Linked DNA regions of Zea mays: region 1 is linked to region 2. The links are chromatin contacts, called in public Hi-C maps. All regions are on one chromosome and are shown on one strand. Each heading gives the region's core, a stretch centred on a gene start, on an enhancer-like site or on the middle of the called end of the contact. The rest is flanking DNA. Distances are from core to core; before and after follow the strand shown. Region 1 holds the start of LOC100285453 (GATA transcription factor 22). Region 2 has its middle 140 kb from the start of LOC103635116.

Region 1 (3,180 bases), core at 329-2,828, 320 kb before region 2:
AGAACAGAACAGAACAGAGTACCGCTGCGTTGTTATAAAAATAACAGAGTACTGCTGGAAGTTGACTAAAAGAGTAACATCATGCTGATAAAAAAACATATTAATTAGTATCGTTTTGTTTTAAAATGAGCTCGACATCGTCTATGTAGACTTTAGACTATGAGAACTACTAGTCTACTACTAAGGCCGTGATAGCGTAAGCCCCAAGCCTCTGTGCTGGCCAGTAAGCCGTGACGTCAGGCTTCTTCAAGCCTAAGTTTTATGTTATTGTTATTTAAGCGAAACACGTCATAGATGGCCGTATCGCGTTTCAACCATGTCTCCAGGTAAGTGTGGATTCTAAAACAAAACAAAATAACACAAGTGGTCATATCAGTAAATGTGGAGTTTTCCCTTTTTAGCCTAAAGAAGTTTAGCATTGACGCGTTTAGCTATTTACCTCAACTGTTAGCACGTTGTGCTGCTTGGTTCACCAAAAGTAACATAAATGACAACAATAATAATTCACGCTCGATTACCTGCGGTAATAAGTTTGAATAGATCGGTATTAGTTTCTAATGTGGGATCTAACTACGGTTGAACTTAAACAAATATGATTTAATATTATCAATTCCTTTTTATATTTACAAATGCGTGAACCAAACAATATCTTAAAAGTTTTAGGTACCTTATCCCTGAAACATTATCTTTATCTTCTTCTAATAAAACAACAACCGATAGCCTTACTTTTAAAAAAATCACCACTCAAATAGATGCTAAAAAGGTCAGATACCCATAAAAAAACACTAGAATATTCCCCCCACACAACGATTCTTCGTTGCGGCCTCATTTTTCCTACGGTTGGATTTTCTACGGTTGCACAACTCTAATTTTAAAAGCTCAATGAAGGCGGATCCCTTATGTATATATAGTTGGGTGTTTTATTATTATTTATTTGTACAGAGAATTTTGAGATCAAACTGAACTTGGCTAACTAATAGTGGCATAACTTTTCAAGATTAAAAGGGTACTCTCTGTTTCGCTCACTGAATGCATATGAAAGTGAGATGTCTATGACAGCAACACATTAGTATATTATTTTTTTAGATAATGAAACCATAAGCGTCCGGCTTCTTCCCTCACGAAGGAATACGCAGGGCATAAATAGATGAGATAAACTTTAACATGAACAGTGCTCTGATCAAATCTCGACGCTTAAAACAAACAAAATCGAACGGCCTGACTAATGGTACGTGAGCTATTAGCTATTTTTTTATCCTAAACTACAAGACGTCGTTATAATATTATTAGCTAAATTATGTCCTTTCTTTAAGTATATAGTTGAAAATAATCTGATTAAATGGAGTAGTTTTGAGGTCCCTTTCAGATTTCAGTCATGCTTCAATCAAACCCAGCGATACAAAAACAGAAAAGAAAGAATCTTTTCCAGGGCGGCCGCAAAGGACACGTCACCTCTTCGTCTACGTGATACATGCGTAGGCATCACCGCATCAGAACTCTCAGACTCTAGTACTCTACCACACACACATCCCCCTTCCCTTCCCTTCCCCGCAACTACCCTCTACTCTCTACTGCACGCTTCTACTATCTAAGAAACAACGCACACGGGCCGAAACTAAATTTCTCCAAGCGCGCAATCCTGTCGCCAACCCCGGCCACGGATCGGGGATGTCGTCTGCTGCGGGCCGCGCGCCGGCGCCGACGCCGATGGGCTCCGCCGATCGCTGTAAGGTACATCCATCGGCTCTCGTCTCCGCTCTCTCTTCCTCTCCTTTGCTCCGAGCTCTGTCATCCCGGTCTGCTTCCTGCGACCCGCCGTTGCAGATCGACGGGATCGTGGCGGCGGAGAAAGCCACCAGGAGCTGCGTCGAATGCCGCGCCACCACCACGCCCATGTGGCGCAGCGGCCCGACCGGGCCCAGGGTAAGCTAGCTCATGATCGCCCTCCCTCCTCTCCTCTTGTTAGCCAGGCTAGCAGCTCCGTGCGTATAGCGTTCGTCCGCACCAGATTGGGGATTCCTGGTCGCTGGTTTGGTTGCTGATCTTGATCAACTTAGCTATGTATACACACGACTCCAATAGTCGTCCTGCGTATACTTACTACTCGTTTTTCCTGGTTGTATTGGAGTATATAGGATAGGATATGTGTGATCATCTATCTATTCATAATAACCTTATTAATTTACTACCGACCTCGTATATAGTGAATGTTGGATTCAAATTCGGTCGAGGAAAGCAGTAGGATGAAATGGAGGCACCAAAGACCAAGTCCAATTGGTGCAGTGTGTTCTAATCGGAGACAGCTAGCTAAGAACGATCCAGCCACATTCCACCAAATCTAGCCTGTGCGCCCAAGGTCTTCTAGTTTTTGTGTTTTTTTAATTTTAATTCCATAGGCAACATGCTGACGCGGTACCATCAACGTGAGCTGTCACTCCGAGACAAGCACGCTGTTTGAGGGTCTATTCAGCGAAGTCTTCTTTTGCTCTTACCGGCCAAATGCTTGAAAGTGGATTTGACGATGGAGGAGCTATTTGCATTTGAGATAAATGAAACTGCTCTATTAGTTTTTCATGGAAATATTGCTTTTATATTCATACTAATACTTCTTGACTTGTTGATATTTCTCTCTATCCAATTGGACTGCAAGTTGGTAGTTAGGTGAGCTGTTCCTCCCAACAGTGCTAAAAACCGAGCCAATGATGTGCTGGGAGAAAAAAAAAGATACTTTATCCACTTTGATTCCCCTAGCTGAAAACAGATGATTACATTCAGTCTATACCCTTAAAACAAATCGAATGCAGTCACTTTTTTTTCTCTCCCTTAACTCGTTTCAATTCTGCTGGCAGTCACTTTGCAACGCCTGTGGGATCCGGTACCGAAAAAAGAGGAGGCAAGAGCTTGGCCTAGACCGCAAGCTGCAGCAACAACAAAATAATGGCGAGGCGAAGACGGATGAAGCAAAAGACAGCTCTAGCAACAGCAGCAGCGGGAGCAGCAACTTGCAGGTGGTGCAGAAACGGAGGCTGCTAATGGGAGTGGAGGAGGCTGCTCTGCTGCTGATGACCCTATCTTCTTCGCCCACATCCACGTTGCTTCATGGATAAGGACCCTCCTCCAACGCCAGATCAGCAGTGTACATACAACGTACCCCCTGCACAGTGACTGCCGAACGATTGC
Region 2 (3,463 bases), core at 204-2,703:
ATTCTCCTATGAATTTGAGATAAAAAATGACTTCTAATAATGATTTCATTCCTTTGTAAAGTATATCTCTCTAATGGGAATGATTAATAACAATAGGAGATTGGTATTCAAAACTTAGACCCAATACCTAAACCTAAAAATTAGCACAACAAATAGAAGAAAGGCTTTTAATATATTTAGCTTTCCCTTTATAGCTATATAATTAACGCACTCTTTAAATATATATATATATATGTATATAAATCAAAATCATTTATGATAAAGATTATAAAATTAACTTTTCCTAAACTAAACAAAAAAATGTACTGGAATTATGGATAACTATTTAAATGACTACACTTGCAAATATAACTTTTCTTTTAAGTGTGTGCGTTGTATATTTGAAGTATTTGCATAAATAAAACAATAAATAAATATAAATAAAATCATGCTTGCATAACATGCTGGATTATTTGCTATGGCATTTGGGTACAAATCCTAAATTTGAATCCTGTGTGATTATAGAAATTTCCAAATAGAATTCAAATGAAAAATAGAAAATGAATTGGAAATATATAACTAGAAGCTGGAAATAGAAAAAGAATAAGCAAAACGGAAAAGGGAGAAAGTCTAATTTCGGATCAGCTCGGTCCACCACTTCAATGCAATCAGTCGGCCCACTTTCTTTAGAATCGGTCAAGGATTCCTCGCACTGCCGGCCTGGCTGAACCACACGCCGTTTTGTGGACCCTGGGTGTCAGCCACACTTTCCGTGTTTCTGCGTACAACCATGGATTAGCTGACATGTGGGACCAGAACGTCAGCTCTATCATCCCCTCCGGTCTTCAACCGAGCATGCCGCGTGCTCGCCTGGGATGCGGGATTCTCGGCTAGGAATCCTAACGAACCGGTGTTTATATACCCGAGAAATCGCGCCCTGTAGCCATTGCTTTTGCTGGAGGCAGAGGAGTTGTGAAGGGTGGAGCCAAGAGGATGGCAGAGAAAGCAAGAACAGGGAGCCGCCGCCGATGGAACCGAAGCTACACGGTGTCGTCGGACGGCCTCGCTTTCACCTCTGCTAGCGATAAACCACCCTCTATCCTATTTGCTTTCATCTTCGTCCCTATTCCTGGCAGCAGCAGTCGGATTAGGGCCCTAGATCACTGGTGGGCCGAGCGCAGTGTCGGCACCGCCATGGTTTTCGACCTCAGTGGTGTCCAGACGTTGGAGGTAGGAGATAACGCGTCCTCCGTTGATCCTTTGATCGACGTCCAGCGATAGATGAGTGTTTACCCTTTCGCGTATTTGATTGGTCCATCGAATCGAGATCGGGTGGAGAAGAGTGCGTCATCGGCGTGGGCGAGTGTTGGCCATGGATCTTGGTTTGTGCGGTTCCTATTGCATACCGGTTCAACCTCGGATCTGTTACCGTAGATGAGCGAATCAACGGGTGGGGACTGGATTCCTGCTTAATTGAATCGGGGCCGTGAGATCCAGATCCGACGACAGATAGTGCGTACCGGTTCGGTATATCTCAAGATATAATATAGTCCTTGGGATCGTGATCGGACGGCTCTGGCGCCTCGATACCCCTTTGTCGTGTCATATTTGCATAAGAAACCCCTGACTATAGCAGAAACAACCCGCCGTCCAGTTTTTGCACCCAATCCCCTCAATTAACTTTTGAAAAATACAAACCAGTCCTTAGACTTTTCAAAAGAAACCCTGGCAGCAATTTTTGGCCTCAAAATCAATAATAAAAACACCTCAAACTTGTTTATCTCATAGAGTTCTCATTTTAACTCTGATTTAGACCGTTCAAATTGTGTCATCTTCGTAATAAAATTACCTACGCAGTAGCAACATTATTTGTATTGTATCACATACTTTTGTAATTAGATATTTGTTTAAAACCTATGTATACTTTTCTAATCTAAATTGATATACTATTTTAATTCAATCCATAATTATAATGTGACTATATGTAATTAAGTTATAATTATTATTAAAGTTAACTAGACATTTCTTTATCGGTTTCACATGATTTATATTAACATCAACATAGAACCTACTTTTAATGTTTAAATCACATAGGTCTTCCAAAATCCATATCTTTTTAACCGTAACTCTGAATTTAGTGGTTCTCGAACCTACGATCTCGTTATGATGCGTAGAATATTATCATGCATTTTGTTCTGATGTTTGGTGTGATGTTAAATTCTCCTATACCATGTTTGTTTGTATTGTCGCGAGTAGCAGCGAGGTTACAAGTCACTTGGAGACCAAGTTCGGGAAGTACCTGGGAATCTCGAGTCTAAGGCAAGTTATGCCCTTGATCATTCTTCTTTACCTAATAATGTTCCTGTTAATCACTGTGACATGCTCAGGTTAATTTGATGGGACCTAATAGGTTTTCCTAGCATTGTTTCTCCCCCACCTTGCAAACAGATGAAATATTGGGTTGATTTGCTATTGATATACCTGGTTTTGGGAAACTAATGTTTTATTATGATCATGTTCCAATTATGTTGTTGTTTTAATTATTTTTCATGATAAGATCATCATGTTAATTGGAACATGGAGAACCACCCGAGAAAACAGTGCTACCACAAGGGTGGAATCGGACGCCCTTGGCCAAGTAATTAGCAAAGCTAGGGAGAGATTACCTTACCCGCAAGGGGCAAGCGGGGAGGCATCGCTGCAAGAGTATAGGGTGGTTCTCGGATCGAATTGATGTGATGACAGTTCGGACGAGGGATTCCTATGTGAAAGTCGCCTAGAGGGGGGGTGAATAGGCGAAATCTGAAAATTATAAACTTTGAACACACATTCACCCAGTGTTAGGGTTAGAAATAAATAGTAGTGAATTCGGAGTGTGGAAGATAGTTCTCCTTGCTATGAGTTGCTCAATCAATGCAGATAACTTTGGAAGCCAACTCAAAACAATGTGAGCAAGACAACTTTAGAGAGAGAGGAGAGGGAAGAAACAAATCAAGTGGTGAAGATCAACACAAATGGACACGCCGATTTGTTTCCCGAGATTCGGTTCCAATGAACCTACTCTCCGTTGAGGAGGCCACAAAGGCCAGGTCTATTTCAACCCTTTCCCTCTCTCAATCGGTCACCTAGACCGGTCGAGTCCTTCTTCTTAATCTCACAGGTCACTAAGACCCCGCAAGGATCACCATACAATTAGGTGTCTCTTGCTAGCATTACAAAACACTTCGAAAGTTTAGAAGGGGAAGAAGAAAGCAACCAAGCAACAAGAGCAACAATTAAAACACAAATCACCCTCTCTCAAGTCACTAAACACTTTTGATCACTTGACTTGATTTTGGGACTTGGAGATGAATGAAGGCTTTGAATGTGTCTTTGGAGTGTATGCTTTGCTCTTGTATTGAGTGGAAAGCTTGGATGACTTGAATGATGGTGGTTGTGGGTATTTATAACCTCAACCAATATTCTAGCCGTTGGCTTTGTTCTC

The links. Hi-C and Micro-C count contacts between places; a contact is called where the count stands out from the background.
Region 1: a contact with region 2 is called in a Hi-C map of leaf, with 7 times the contacts expected there. The contact joins the promoter of LOC100285453 here to the enhancer-like site in region 2. A contact is called at or near these places in 2 of 25 Hi-C or Micro-C datasets (endosperm and leaf).

The regions. Positions count from the first base shown.
Region 1 is chr8:41,936,698-41,939,877 of Zm-B73-REFERENCE-NAM-5.0, reverse strand. LOC100285453 (GATA transcription factor 22) reads left to right here and starts at 1,578. Exons shown (of 3, transcript NM_001158346.1): 1 at 1,578-1,731; 2 at 1,825-1,923; 3 at 2,850-3,180. The coding sequence starts at 1,669. The coding sequence ends at 3,107.
Region 2 is chr8:41,614,316-41,617,778 of Zm-B73-REFERENCE-NAM-5.0, reverse strand. No RefSeq gene overlaps it. Among protein-coding and RNA genes, the nearest start is that of LOC103635116, 140 kb to the right of the region's middle. Within about 2 kb of position 1,453, at least 17 of the 20 cell types and tissues checked have an H3K27ac peak or open chromatin away from gene starts, as enhancers often do. A contact at or near this core is called in leaf, where this site is marked.